Linked DNA regions of Mus musculus: all the other regions are linked to region 5. The links are chromatin contacts, called in public ChIA-PET, Hi-C and promoter capture Hi-C maps. All regions are on one chromosome and are shown on one strand. The core of a region is the stretch at or near the end of the contact, and the rest is flanking DNA. Distances in the headings are between cores, read along the strand shown.

What was found. Promoter capture Hi-C pulls out the DNA fragments that hold promoters and counts their contacts. A called contact is a pair of places that touch in the nucleus more often than the background predicts. ChIA-PET counts read pairs in DNA pulled down with a chosen protein or histone mark.
Region 1: a promoter capture Hi-C map of hippocampal neurons shows a contact between it and region 5, with 2.6 times the contacts expected there. The contact joins the enhancer-like site here to the promoter of Stx17 in region 5. A contact is called at or near these places in 6 of 39 promoter capture datasets (the 3T3-L1 cell line, embryonic stem cells, hippocampal neurons and 2 more).
Region 2: a promoter capture Hi-C map of second pharyngeal arch cranial neural crest shows a contact between it and region 5, with 4 times the contacts expected there. The contact joins the enhancer-like site here to the promoter of Stx17 in region 5. A contact is called at or near these places in 7 of 39 promoter capture datasets (embryonic stem cells, hippocampal neurons, neural stem cells and 3 more).
Region 3: a contact with region 5 is called in a Hi-C map of CD8 T cells, with 2.7 times the contacts expected there. The contact joins the enhancer-like site here to the promoter of Stx17 in region 5. A contact is called at or near these places in 3 of 39 promoter capture datasets (the 3T3-L1 cell line, embryonic stem cells and hippocampal neurons), 1 of 484 Hi-C or Micro-C datasets (CD8 T cells) and 1 of 115 datasets of contacts at active chromatin or transcription factors (memory CD8 T cells).
Region 4: a contact with region 5 is called in an RNA polymerase II ChIA-PET map of memory CD8 T cells, with 6 read pairs. The contact joins the enhancer-like site here to the promoter of Stx17 in region 5. A contact is called at or near these places in 10 of 39 promoter capture datasets (the 3T3-L1 cell line, the C10 cell line, the HPC-7 cell line and 6 more) and 1 of 115 datasets of contacts at active chromatin or transcription factors (memory CD8 T cells).

What each region holds. Positions count from the first base shown.
Region 1 is chr4:47,771,425-47,774,124 of GRCm38.p6, forward strand. No RefSeq gene overlaps it. Among named protein-coding and RNA genes, the nearest start is that of Gm32544, 130 kb to the left of the region's middle. Within about 2 kb of position 1,302, at least 18 of the 459 cell types and tissues checked have an H3K27ac peak or open chromatin away from gene starts, as enhancers often do. A contact at or near this core is called in hippocampal neurons, where this site is marked.
Region 2 is chr4:47,723,378-47,726,077 of GRCm38.p6, forward strand. No RefSeq gene overlaps it. Among named protein-coding and RNA genes, the nearest start is that of Gm32544, 86 kb to the left of the region's middle. Within about 2 kb of position 1,399, at least 21 of the 459 cell types and tissues checked have an H3K27ac peak or open chromatin away from gene starts, as enhancers often do. A contact at or near this core is called in second pharyngeal arch cranial neural crest, where this site is marked.
Region 3 is chr4:47,797,925-47,800,624 of GRCm38.p6, forward strand. No RefSeq gene overlaps it. Among named protein-coding and RNA genes, the nearest start is that of Gm46853, 150 kb to the right of the region's middle. Within about 2 kb of position 1,442, at least 36 of the 459 cell types and tissues checked have an H3K27ac peak or open chromatin away from gene starts, as enhancers often do. A contact at or near this core is called in CD8 T cells and memory CD8 T cells, where this site is marked.
Region 4 is chr4:48,435,635-48,438,334 of GRCm38.p6, forward strand. It overlaps Tex10 (testis expressed gene 10), which reads right to left. Exons shown (of 15, transcript NM_001355740.1): 12 at 803-883. Among named protein-coding and RNA genes, the nearest start is that of Tex10, 36 kb to the right of the region's middle. Within about 2 kb of position 1,312, at least 12 of the 459 cell types and tissues checked have an H3K27ac peak or open chromatin away from gene starts, as enhancers often do. A contact at or near this core is called in memory CD8 T cells, where this site is marked.
Region 5 is chr4:48,123,610-48,126,327 of GRCm38.p6, forward strand. It overlaps Stx17 (syntaxin 17), which reads left to right and starts at 1,310. Exons shown (of 8, transcript NM_026343.2): 1 at 1,310-1,349.

The DNA.
Region 1 (2,700 bases), core at 52-2,551, 350 kb before region 5:
AGAAGAACCAGTTACCATATACATCATAGTATGAATCATAGTAGGAAAGAAGCTCACCCCAAGGTACCATTCCCATCAACATGAGATCTTCTTGCTTAGGATGCTGGGGAGCACCGTGCACCCTTTAGAAGAAGTTTCCACAGTGGCTCTGCCCTATGGGATCCCAATCAAACCCACAGAAAGTAAATGAATCACTTTTTCTCTTTCATTCTAAACCCCAAACATTAAATACATTGTTGGTTCTAATTAGATCATTCCTAACCAACTCACTAACTCACTCACTCACTCACTCACTCACTCACTCACTCACTCACTCTTCATTCATTCATTCATTCACTTATTCAAGAAAAGTCATTTGTGGAGCAAGCCTGCTTAAAAGACCCCTTGTCACATTATGTCCCACGATCACTTGTGCTTTATCTGGGCATTTCCAAGTAGACTTAGAGAAAGGCCTGGCCAGACTCAAATCTTAAACACGTCTGTATTCTCTGGGTCTAGCATATCTTACAGCACATAACAAATACTCAGTAAATAATTGAAAGACAGGAGGAAGCGTTTCTGGGCTTTTTACGTGCAGGAGCTACTCACTCCGCCATGAGCTGCCATGTCTACTTGGTGCCTGCATTAGGGCACCTGCAGAATGCAATGTCCTTCCTCTACTGAAAATGTCTAAATTCCTCGGAGGTCCCAGCCCAGTCCTTCCTACCTCCAGGTAGGGTCTCAGGTGCCCTCTGAAGAAGACCTCCTTCTGATTGCCTGCTTCAACTTAGCTACACTCTTTGGTCATCCCCAGAAGTAGTTCTGGTCTGGTCCTACTGCCTGGCTCTTTGTATGCTAGAGCACTGAGCACTCTGCCTTTATATCCTGGCTTCCAGGAGCTGAGATTCTCCAAGACTCAACCAAAAGTCAGTGTTGAAGCATATTAACAGGCATGCCTAGAATTAATTCATCTCAAAGAAACAGATCATTCTTTGGAAACAGCCTGCTGTTCACATGCTTGTGATGAATGTCATTCAGTGGTTGGTAACAGTGAAGAGATTTGGGAACCGCTCAATCACTAGCTATTTCATTCTGTAGATGACGGTTTTTTTGACACCAAGATCAGCAAGCAAGCTTTTGAACAATCCTCATTTCAAGTTCAAAATGTGAATGAGTTTCTGCCTGAAAGAAACAATGAGCTCCCTGCCAAAAAACAACGATAATTATTAGCAATTTCTGAAGGTGAACTAGGGAGGATTCATTCTCACACTCCTGTTCTCAGCTGTCTGATGGTGATGGGAGGTTTATATAGGCTTGGCTAGTCCCCATGGCAACAGCCTTTCTCCTGGGTTACCATAGGAATGGTGAAGGCCTTTATAAGCCTCCATTAGCAGAGACTGGGCCGGCAGCAGTCAAAATCATCTGCTGGTGAAGACTCTGTAAAGTGTCAGTGAGGGTGTCTGAGAATTAATTTTACCCTGGAGTAGCTGCACAGGTCTGTTTAGCAGACGTCGACAGCTCTCAACTCGAGATAACACTGATATCAGCCCTGTGTCTTGACCATTTCACTTGAAGGTTTTTCCTAACTTGAGCTACATTCAGATAGGACCAGATTTTAAAAGATTCTGAGACAGAAGGAAGAAATCTCTTCTTATAAAACCTCACACTGGAGACAGGCAAATTAAGGGTCTTGCCCCCAGAACGGTGCATAGAAGCCATATTAATGGACCTGGTTGCTGCTCTTCCCAAATTTCATAGATTGAAACCCAATTGCCAGTGTGTTAGTATTAAGAGAAGGGGCAACAGAACCACCCAGCAGAAGACAGTCAGGCCTGGCACACACATCACCCACTTTTACCTGCAGATGTCATTGAAAGGAGACTGGGTGACAGAAAGATGGAGTATAAGAGGAGGAGAAGGAGTGGTAAAGGCTCTGTGGAGAGAGGCAGAACTGGTGACATGTCAATGTGAAGGGTAAGAGACAGGGCTGAGGTTGACTGTTGATCAAGTCATAGCCCAGTAGACTCAGGAAGGTGAGCAGCAGCCAGAAGCTTGGGCAGATGCAGAACTTGTCCCCAAACAAGCTGCCCAGACACAGGATCACCCTAGATCTTGGCCCGAGATGATGGGAGCTCTACTTTCTAGATTAGACCTCCTCAAAGGACCGCCATGCCCGGAGATGCTGCTGAAGGCCATGTGTAGATCAGTGGCCCTGATGTGGCCAAGGTCTGGGTTAATGTCCAGACTGTGTTGTCTCCTGAAGACATGATGATGTTCATGGCTGGTGCCCTGGACTGAGGCTGTGTTCATGTCCATGGGCCATGCTGCCTCTGTTGACCATACTGATGTGAATGACCTATGCTGCCAATGAGGGTGATATTTGGGTCTGTGGTCTTACTGCAGCCGTATCTGTGTTGATGTCCACGTCTGTACTACCACCGAAAGTCACATGGATGTCAGTGGTTTATGCTATCACCAGAAGCCATGTTGATGTCCAGTTGCATCTGAGAGCCTTATCCAGGCCCATAGCCCTACTGCAACCAAGAGCCCTGTTTGTACTGTGCTGATGCCAGAAAGCGTGTGGAAGCCCGAGATCCACGCTCTCACGGTCCTTAAAGAGCAAATAGTTTTCACAGCGATATCAATGACTGCAGATGCACAGTTGAGAAAGAGAGACATAGAAGACTTCTGTGGCAAACCCTACCTCTACCCCTACACGTC
Region 2 (2,700 bases), core at 149-2,648, 400 kb before region 5:
CCCACCAACAGATTATAGATTTGCCTTCACTTCCCATAAAAGCTACACAATGAAAAGCATGGGAGGCACCAGGTTGCTGGAATTCTTCGCTGGCAGACTTCTGAGCATCTAGGTTCTAAATTTTTAAAATATGTCTTCCTAGTGCTTTGGGATAAAAGACTTCCCATGTCACCAAACAAAGGCTTCACTATTCCCTAAGAGGTCTGCATAGCTCACAAAGCTAGAAAGCATCTCTTAAGGGAAAACTTGGACAGCAATAGGCTAAATTGTGTGTGTGTGTGTGTGTGTGTGTGTGTGTGTGTGTGTGTGTGTGTGTGTGTGTTATGTCTACAGAACCTTGGGAAGATTTGGGAAGAGAAGAACCACAATAACTGGGAGAAAAATGGACTCTGCTCTCCCCTGTAATAGTCAAGACTAAGATTTTTGGGTGGCCACGCCTTAATTACTCATCCTTGTTTTATACAATGCAATAAGAATTCACAATGATCAGCAATGAAAATGATTAGATGTAATTGACATGAAGAAATGAGAGAGGAGGCATTGGTGCTCTGTAAGAGCTGCAACCAAGTCCCTAAAGACTTACTGGGATGGTAAATCATGAACGTCAAGACTCTCTGGAATGTAGGTCGCATCATCCCATAGACTAAAGCTCTGGAAAAATGACAAGAAGAATGTGGGTGGAGAAATAACTTCGACTCCCCTCCCCCCTCTTTCCTTGTCCCCCTCTGTTTTCTGACTGCAGATGCAAGGTGACCAGAGGCTTCACATTCTTGCATCCACAGATAAAGCTACTCCCCTTCACGATATCCTCAAATTGTGACTTAAAGTAAACTACATCTCTATCTTTATGCGTATCTCTATCAGCTCTACGTCTCTGTCTCTGTGTCTACCTCTATCTACCATTGCTCTATATCTATCTATCTATCTATCTATCTATCTATCTATCTATCTATCTATCTATCTATCTATCTATCTTCTCTCTTGCTACCTCTATCCCTAAGTTGTCCTTGTCAGGCATTTTGCCACAGCAACCTGAAAAGTAATACAGTTATCATCTGGCAGTGGGACCAATCATATTCTAAAACTGAAAACCAAAGGGCAGAAAATAGGAAGTTAATTTGAGCTCAAATGTTAAACACGCCCTTCATGACAGCTAGAGCTGGCTGTCAGTGGGAGAGGCTGCCTTTGAGGCCCTGAGACAGAAATCCTCAAACAGAGGTCAGATAACAAACTATTAAGAGTTTGACCTAAGAGATTCCAACTCCTGGTATTCCAGCCCAGTGACTTCTGCTGACCTTATCAATTGCACATCACTTTGACGACAAAAGAAAGTCCAGAGCTTAATTCCCAGCAGCAGCCTGGCCCCAGCTTCCTCTGAGCAGCCAACACACTCCTTTTCCCCCTTCCTTGCTGGTAGGAAGCAGGGCTTCCTGAGAGCTGGTAAGTGAGACTAGGCTCTGCCCAGCCCTCTCAGCGTGATTGGCAATTAGCTGGACTGAAGCCTTCCAGGTCTTACAAGCTCTCAGCAGGTCGCGCCACTCCGCCCGCGCTTATTTAGAACCCAGGGAAGGAGGCAGCCACAGGTAGCAGAGGCTTAATTCTGAACTCATGCTAACCAAACATTAACATTTGCATTTAAAAACAGGAGAAAGAGAAAGAGCAATGGAAACCTCACTCAATTAAAGCTGTTTGCAGATGCAAATAGGCCTGACACCAAAGAGAAAGGGGACTGCACAGCCGACACCCCTCTCTGCTGACCTTTGTGACCAGACAGCAGAGGGGACAGCACACAGAGCCCTGGGAGAAGGAAGTGGGGTGGGGCAGCCATAGAGGATGGAGAGGGACAGAAAGAGAATGTTGCTCTATGCCGCGAAACCTGTAATTTCACTCTGACATGAAAATTAGCTCTGTGGCTAATTAGCTTCCTAATATCATTGACTGCCATAGAAAGGATAAAAGTTTGTGAATTTATAAACCTACCTGAAAAAAAAAAAAAAAAGGAAAAAGCCCTACAAGTTTGCATGAGGTGAGCTGATTGAAATTGCTGAGGCTGTTCCAGGAATTAAGCTGCAGCTGCCTTTGTGCCCTGAAGAGTCCCTGGGATCAGGTGAGGTGCATAGCCCCCCTTCCCGCTCCCCTTCTCCCCATGTCCTTGGCCTGGCTCCTCTAAGGAGCCCTCCAGTCTTTGACAGCTCTGCTGAAGAGCGACACCTCACACTGTGCAAGTCGCTGGTCTCTGGACTCCCTACCAGTGCTTCTAGCTGTGCCCTCTTGAGTCATCAGACAAGTTTTTCTCTCCCCACCCAGGACAGGCTTCTGTGAACTGGAGGCATTTATGAACCAGGCTGGGAGTCTGCTCAGCAGCGAGCCTGTTTACCTGGCTAATGGATCTCCCTCTCAGAGTAGCTTTTGCCCCCTTTGCTAGCCAATCTCACTGAGATCTACTTACATTTTAGAGCCTTCTAGAAATCTCTAGCCCTTGTTCTGGCCCTGTGTGAGCTCTCTTTTGTTTTTAATTTCTTTAAAATATAGCCAAGCTTACTTTACTCGCGGTGTCTCATTGTACATATAGTATACACGTATATAGTGTAGGTTTCCATTTTGTTCTCACAGGAACTTCAGGCAGATGCCCCATTATCATGCTTGTTCACTAGACAAGAAACCCCAGGAAACCTGCACAGTTACACAGCCCTGTGGGTT
Region 3 (2,700 bases), core at 192-2,691, 330 kb before region 5:
GACAAAGTTCAACATCGTTTCATGATTGGAAAGTCTCAGGGCTGGAGAGATGGCTCAGCAGTTAGGAGCACTGGCTGCTCTTCCAGAGGATCCATGTTCAATTCCAAGCACCCACATAGTAGCTCACAATCATCTCTCCATGCAGATGATCCAATGCCCTCTCTGGCCTCCAAGGGTACCAGGTATGCATGTCACATCACACACACATGCTGCATACACATACATACAGGCAAACACTCATACACATGAAATCATAAAATAAATTAAAATTAAAAATTAAAATTCCTAATAATGTAGATACAGAAGAAAATGTCCTCAACATATCAGGGGTCCTTTGCAAGTAGCCTACAGCTGACGGTCTGTGAGGGAAATGGAGAGCTTTCCCCCTATGTTCTGGTAATTGAAACACTTAAAAGAGCTTTCAGACCGGAAAGCCAAAAATAAATAAATAAATAAATAAATAAATAAATAAATAAATAAGTCAAATCAAAGAACAAAGAGAAAGATATTCATGCTTAGATGATAACATTCTACAGGTAGAAAACCATGCAGACCATGTAACACACACACACATACACACACACACATACACACATACACACATACACACACATATACACTTACACACACAGGCACTAATAAATTAACTCAATAAAGTAGCATGATAAAAAAACCAACAACATATATAAATCAGTTGTACCTCTCTACACCAATAATGATATATCTGAAAAATAAACCAAGAAAAGCCATCTCAACTTAAAATACCATCAAAAGTAATAAAATTCTTAAGAAAAAACTCTAACCAATGTGGTAAAAGATCAATAAATGAAAAAATATTAAAACATTGGTGAAAGAATTTGAAGAGGTCACAAACAAATGGGAAAATAATCCCTGTGTGAAGATTGTAGCACTGCAATTGTTGACACACCCAAACTGTTCAAAGCAACATAGTCTCAATACAACCTCTACCAAAACCCCAATGTCACTTTTCACAGAAATAGAAAAAAATCTAAAAGTTTATGAACCTGAGTGACCTGGAACAATCATAGTTCCCAATCTAAAATTCTCTCCCCAAGCTACACTCCTCAGTCAGCACAGTGTGAGCCTGGCATAGAAACAGACAAACTAACGGAGCAGACAACCTAGACATAAACTCAAGTCTATGCAGTCAGCTGATGTCAGACAAGGTCCCCAAGAAGACACAACAGGTAAAGGTTAGTGTACAACAAATGATGTTGGAAAACTATACCTATGTGCGAAAATAAAATAAAATAAATCCGGATCCCTATCTCACACAAAAAACAACTCAGAACGGGTTAAGAACTAACCTAAGATATGGAAGTATGAAACACCTAGAGGAAACCTCACTGATATTGGTCTTGCCAGTCTTTATTCAGCATCTCACCAAAACTCAGAGAAACAAAAGTGAAAGTAAGTATGTAGAACCACAGAGAGCTAAAAAACAAAGGCAGAAGGAAGTGATGGTCAAAACGCAAAGGCGCATACCAGTTATGAGAGTGTGTTTGGGAACCACTAAATCTGAAGGGGGCTTACTACCCAGAGAGTCCCAAAAGAACTCATATAACTCAGTAATAAGGAAATAAAATACTCAATTTTAAAAATGGGTAAATTAGGCTGGGGTAATAACTCAGTTGACAATATGCTTGCCAGACAAGCATAAATACGGAGGTCTCAACCTCAGTACTTGAGAGGCAGAGATTCTATATATATATGTGCAAGTGCCTATACACATGGATAAAGAGAGAGAGAGAGAGAGAGAGAGAGAGAGAGAGAGAGAGAGAGAGAGAGAGAGAGAGAGAATGTTTATGTATTATTTGTATTATTCAGCTTTAGAGGAGGTTTTTTTCTATTTTCTCTCTTTTTATACTTTTATTAGATATTTCCTTTATTTACATTTCAAACGTTTATCCCTCTTCCTAGTTTCCCCTCTGAAAATCCCCTATCCCTTTCCACCTCCCCCTGCTCACCAACCCACCCACTCCCACTTCCTGGCCCTGGCATTCTCCTATACTGGGGCATAGAACCTTCTCAGGACCAAGGGCCTCTCCTCCCATTGATGTAGCAGGTCTTCCTCTGCTACATATGCAGTTAGAGTCATGAGTTCCACCATGTGTTTTCTTTGATTGGTAGTTTAGTCCTAGGGAGCTCTGGGGATACTGGTTAGTTCATATTATTATTCATCCTATGGGGCTGCACACCCTTTCAGCTCCTTGGGTACTTTTTCTAGCTCCTTCATTGGGGACCCTGTGTTCTGTCCAATGGATGGCTGTGAGCATCCACTTTTGTATTTGTCAGGCAATGGCAGAGCCTGTCTGGAGACAGCTTTATCAGGCTCTTAGCAGCAGGCTCTTCTTGGCATCCACAATAGTGTCTGGGTTTGGTGGTTGTTTCTGGGATGAATCCCCGGGTGGGGCAGTCTCTGGATAGTCATTCCTTCCGTCTCTGTAACTCCTTCCATGGGTATTTTGTTCCCATTCTAAGAAGGATCGAAGTATCCACACTTTGGCCTTCCTTCTTCTTGAGTTTCATGTTTTGCAAATTGTATCTTGGGTATTCTGAGCTTCTGGGCTAATATCCACTTATGAGTGAGTGTATATCACATGTGCTCTTTTGTGATTGGGTTACCTCACTCAGGATGATGTCCTCCAGAACCATCCATTTGTCTAAAAATTTCATGAA
Region 4 (2,700 bases), core at 62-2,561, 310 kb after region 5:
AAGCCTTTCCCACAACAAATGTGGGCACATGAAAGCAAAAACCTGTGACTAGAGGCAGAGAAGGGAAAAAAAAGTCCACATCTTTGATGTTAAGAGAATAAGAGCTGGAAGTCTGACAGCAAGGAAAGAAAGACACTTAAAATTAACAGTGCATTCTTTCCCAATTCAAGGGAAACTTCACTTTAAAAGAGGGAAGAGGGTTGTGGAAATTAATCAAAGAAGTGAATCCCCAGAAAAACAGATTTTAATGTTGCAATTAAACATATTCTACAAACAAATCCAAGTCACAATATAAATATTAGAGGAAGTTTAAAGACCTAGTGGAGGCATACAAATGTGAATTTAAGGGCTAAAAGACAAGCCTGTCTCAAAGCTGAGCCCACTGCTTCCAATGACTAAGCCTATAACGCCCCTACTTTGAACCACAGACTACTGGATCCCAAACACACTCATTGAGGTTAACTCAGAAATGACTGGTTTTTTGTTTTTTAATTTACTCTGTAGACCAGGCTGGCCTTAAACTTAGAAAATGGCCTGCCTCTGCCTCCCAAGTGCTGGGATTAAAGGCGTGTGCCACCACTGCCCAGCACTGGTTTTTAATTTTAAGGTCTCTTATTTCACAAATACAGAAACTAAGGTCTTAAGAAAAAGAAGGCATGCCTCCTTCTACTCACTTTCCAACAGCACCCTCAGTGACATACTTAGCAACAGCCAGCAAAAGTTCTTACCACTGCATGCCATGAGGTACCAGAGAAACGTCATTTTACTTCAAACAAACAAACATAAAACTAAGGCTATTTACCAAATGCTTACTGATGGCACTCTGCATGATGTCAAAGCTCTGGCTTCGGGCAGGAATAACCAATAAGCTGTGACAAACTGCCTGTCAGAAAAAAAGAGAAAAACAGTAGCTGTATCAAGACATTAAGAATTAAGACAAGTTCAACACAATTTTTAAAGCAACTTTGCAGATCAATATAGCAAACAGGTAACAAAACCTTGATTTTGTAGATGCAAATAACAAGGGTTAAACACATCACATATGCACAATACTACATCTATCAAGTATCTACAAAAGCATCTAAACCTTTCTAGCTTAGGAAGATGGAGACTATTTCTATTAATTGCTACAACTCAAAAGGCCCAAAGAGTAGAATCAAGTGGTTGACAAAAGCCTTCTAGTTTTCCTTAGTAGAGAATGCATGCCGCGAGAGCCAGCCCAGCCGCCCAAACAGCAGCACCTCACCCTTCCTCACTCTTCATTTCCTGAAACCCCAGAAGAACCTCAATACCACACCAGTTCCCAGGACTTCAGAGGCACCAACCCCAGGATTCACACAGGCCACCAAAACCTCAGCAGAAACACCCTACTGAACCAGAGGACTGTTAGCCAGAACCCCATGCCATGTAGACCACAAGACCAGAGAAGAAACAGAAACCAAGGAAAAATACCCACCCAACAAAAATAAACTCAGAAATCAGCACCTAAACCTATAATTACCACAAACCCAGATGCCTAGAGGCCAGCATAACAACACAACAGCTAGGGCAATGTGGCACTAACAGACCACCTACCTACTACAGCAAGCCCTGGATATTCCAACACAGCTGAAGCACAAGAAAATGATCTTAAAACCAATCTTATGACTATGACAGAGGCACTTAAAGAGGAAATGAATAAATACCTTTAAAAACACACACACACAAACACATGGGAAGAAAATGAGTAAAACTGCTCAAGACCTAAAAATGGAAACAGAAGCAATATCTAGGTAAGCAAGCAAACAGGAACAACAGATGCAAGCAAGACCAACAGAATAAGAAATGGAAGAAAGAGTCTCAGGCATGGTAGATAGGATAGGAGAAATTGATACATTGGTCAAAGAAAATGTTAAATTTAAAAAGTTCCTGACACAAAACATCCAGGAACAGCTGGGACACTATGAAAAGACTAAACCTAAGAATAGGAATAGAAGATGAAGATTCCAGCCCTGCGGTGGTGGCACACGCCTTTAATCCCAGCACTTGGGAGGCAGAGGCAGGTACGAATTTCTGAGTTTGAGGCCATCGTGGTCTACAGAGTGAGTTCCAGGACAGCCAAGGCTACACAGAGAAACCCTGTCTCGAAAAACCAATAAAAAACAAAACAAAACAAAAGAAGATGAAGATTCCCAACTCAAAGGTCCAAAAAAATATTTTCAACAAAATCAGATTAAGAAACTTTACCTAACCTAAAGAAGGAGATATCTATAAGCATACAAGAAACTTAACAGAACACCAAATAGATGGGACGGGGGAGGAGGGGGACGGACGGGACGGACACGGACGGAACTCCTGTCACATAATAATCAGAACAAAGACAAAATATTAAAAAGTGCAAGGAAAAAAGGCCAAGTACCATATAAAAGCACACTTATTAGAATTACATTTGACTGCTCAATGAAGACTCTAAAAGCCAAAAGGGCCTAGACAGGGTTCAGACTGTAAGGGACCACAGATGCCAGCCCAGACTAGTATACTCAACAGAACTTTCAATCACCATAAATAGAGAAAACAAGATATTAATGCAAGACAGAGTCAATTTAAACAATACCTATCCATAAATCCAGCCCTACAGATGGTACTAAAAGAAAAACTACAACCCAATGAAGTTAACTGCACCCATGAAAACACAGGAAATAATTTCACACCAGCAAAACC
Region 5 (2,718 bases), core at 60-2,559:
TCTTGTTTAATGGATTCGGTGTGTGTGTGTGTGTGTGTGTGTGTGAGAGAGAGAGAGAGAGAGAGAGAGAGAGAGAGAGAACACACATCATCTCTCAGTGAGCCTGGAGGTTACCAATTCAACAAGACCAGCTGGGCAGCAAGCTCATGGATCCTTTTGTCTATTTAGATAGTATTAGGATCATAAACATATACCACAGAGCTTGGTTTTGTATGTGGGTGCTGGGTGTCCAAACTCAGGTCTTCATTGTGAAGCAGGCACTTTACCAATTAAATGATTCCCTATTGCTTGTTTAACTGACTTTGGCATTTTACCATCCATCCTATGGCATTACCTAATACCTTTATTTTTCTCCTTGGGATGAAAATTTGATAGATATGCCTCAATCTATGAACTAAGGGTACCATAAACACTAACATCCAGTATACCCCAAAGAAAATTCAAATAGCTTAATTAATAATGAGCTTTATTTTAAAAATTGCCTTTCAAGACTTTCTTAAGCCCCTAATCTGTGGGCTAAAATTCCCCCTCTACTTCCTTTCTACCTGCAGATCCTAAGAACTGAGTTTCCTTACAGCTAACAGGAAATGTTCTTAAGACTGTTGAAAACTTCATCATCAGAAGATCCATTTCAAGCAAAGACCTGAATAGTCATATATATATTTTAGTTGGCTAGGTCTTGAGGTCAGAACATTCAGAGAGGAGAATCAATGACCTGCACACACTTCAAAGCTTGTTCTAGCAGCAGCTGGTCCAACTGGAACTACTTGAGAAGAAATTAGGAAAACCAGCTGTGAGTACAGCGCTGTCACAAACGGGCTGAACTGGAGTGAGTCACTTCCTATCTGTGCTGAGCCTCAAAGTGACCAGGTATCATTTTAATAAGGACAGACGCCCAAAGCACTGCAGCAGGCTCTGGACAAAAAAGTTTATGCCTTCTTTCATTTGTGCCTGTGGCTATTCAGATACTCCTAGCCAGTCACTCAGGGGCTCTGGGAGGCGGGGCGGGGCGGGGCGGGGAAGGATGGCACTGGGTTCCGAGCTTCAGTTTTTACACACCTAAAGAGCTAGGGGCACAAGGCCGTCCTCGCCAACAAAATTCAAGGAACACAATGTGCAGGAAAACTGTAACATGTAGAAGGTTATCCAAGTGTAAATTGTCTTAGATACAGTACACAAGACGACCCATAAAACACTTGGAATTGTTCATCCAGTGGTTGGCACACTATATTACCTCCACGCCCACTGGCCGGGTAGGGGGCGGGGCCACATATCCCGCCCCTGGAGACGCCCCGCCCCTCTCGCGTCTGCGCAGTGTGTATCGACGGCCTCGAGCGCCTAGGCGGGAGGTAAGGGGCTGCCGGGCTGCCGCCACGGGGTCGCTGGGCTGCGATGTGTCACCGCGGGCCGGGCTGTGGACGCAAGGGAGAGGCGCCGGTCACCAAGCCCGGCCTCGGGTCAGTGTGAGCGCCGGGGCCGCGACCAGAAGTGGCCAAGCCTCTCTGTTTTCAGTTTTGGAGTAGCTGTCCCTGCGGGAGCGGGGAGGCCGAGGCCCCACTGCGCTATGCCCTCCCGGGTCGCTGTGAAGAGCTGCTTCGGGCCCTGGGTCGCCGGGCCAGCCGCGCCGCTGGGGTCGTTGGTGTGGCCTGGGTGCGTCCTGGTGACTCCGTGAGGGACGACGCGACACCGGTGCCCAAGCAGGACGCGGAGAGGCCGCAGCTGCGGGGACCGAGCCAGCACTTACTCTCCTTGTACCACCCACATGCCCAAGGGGACGCATTTCCTTGGGAGATAGTGTTATCAGCAGTTTGGGACCTTTTTCCTGGAAAGGGGCTCTTTCGCTTTTAAATAACTCTTGAGTAATTTACTTCACCTTTGGGTACTTTTTCTTCTTGTGGAACCCTAGTATCATGGTACCCATATCATCTTAGTTGCAAGTACCAAGAGATTAAGTTTATAAAAAGCACTTGACACCTCTCACTGCAAATGTGTGTGCTTGGAAAATGACTGCAGGCCTGTCTTCTACACGTTCTTTCATCCATGAAACAGCAATTATTATACATGCACAAACACCAGACAAAAAAATTTGGAGTCATTTGCAATTATTGAAAAGTTGCAGAAGTTGCTGGAGGCCTTGGTGGCCCATGCCTTTAATCCCAGCATTAGGAGGCAGAGGCAGGAGGATCTCTTGACTTCAAGGCTAGCTTAGTCTACAGACTGAATTCCAGGACAGCCCTACACAGAGAAACCCTGTCTTAGAAAAACAAAAAAGAGAGAAAGAAAACTCGTACACATAGTACAGAACACTACAGCGCCCTTGTGTTAGTATTTTACATACCATCCTTAATACAGTCACAGAGAGCAAGAGATTACTATCTGGTTAACTGGGTCTCTTGGGATTCCATTCTTTTTATTAGAGTCCCTTCTGTATTCTACAATGGTATCTAGTAAGCAGCCTTACTCTTGATGGGCCTGGCGACATTACCTTTTCCAATCTGTAGCAGTATCATGACTTTGTGTGCTTTGAAGAGTCAGGAATGTTGGTAATGCCTTTCAAGTAGGAGTTTGTCTATAGTTAGTTGGGACTAGATTGTGTTGCATTTCTGTTAAGAATACCACAAGGTATAAGTACCCTTTTCAGTTTATGCCTCCATGGACCTTCCAGATGGGACCTACTGCTTGTGTGTTGACACAATCAGATGACTTAGTTAAATTTGG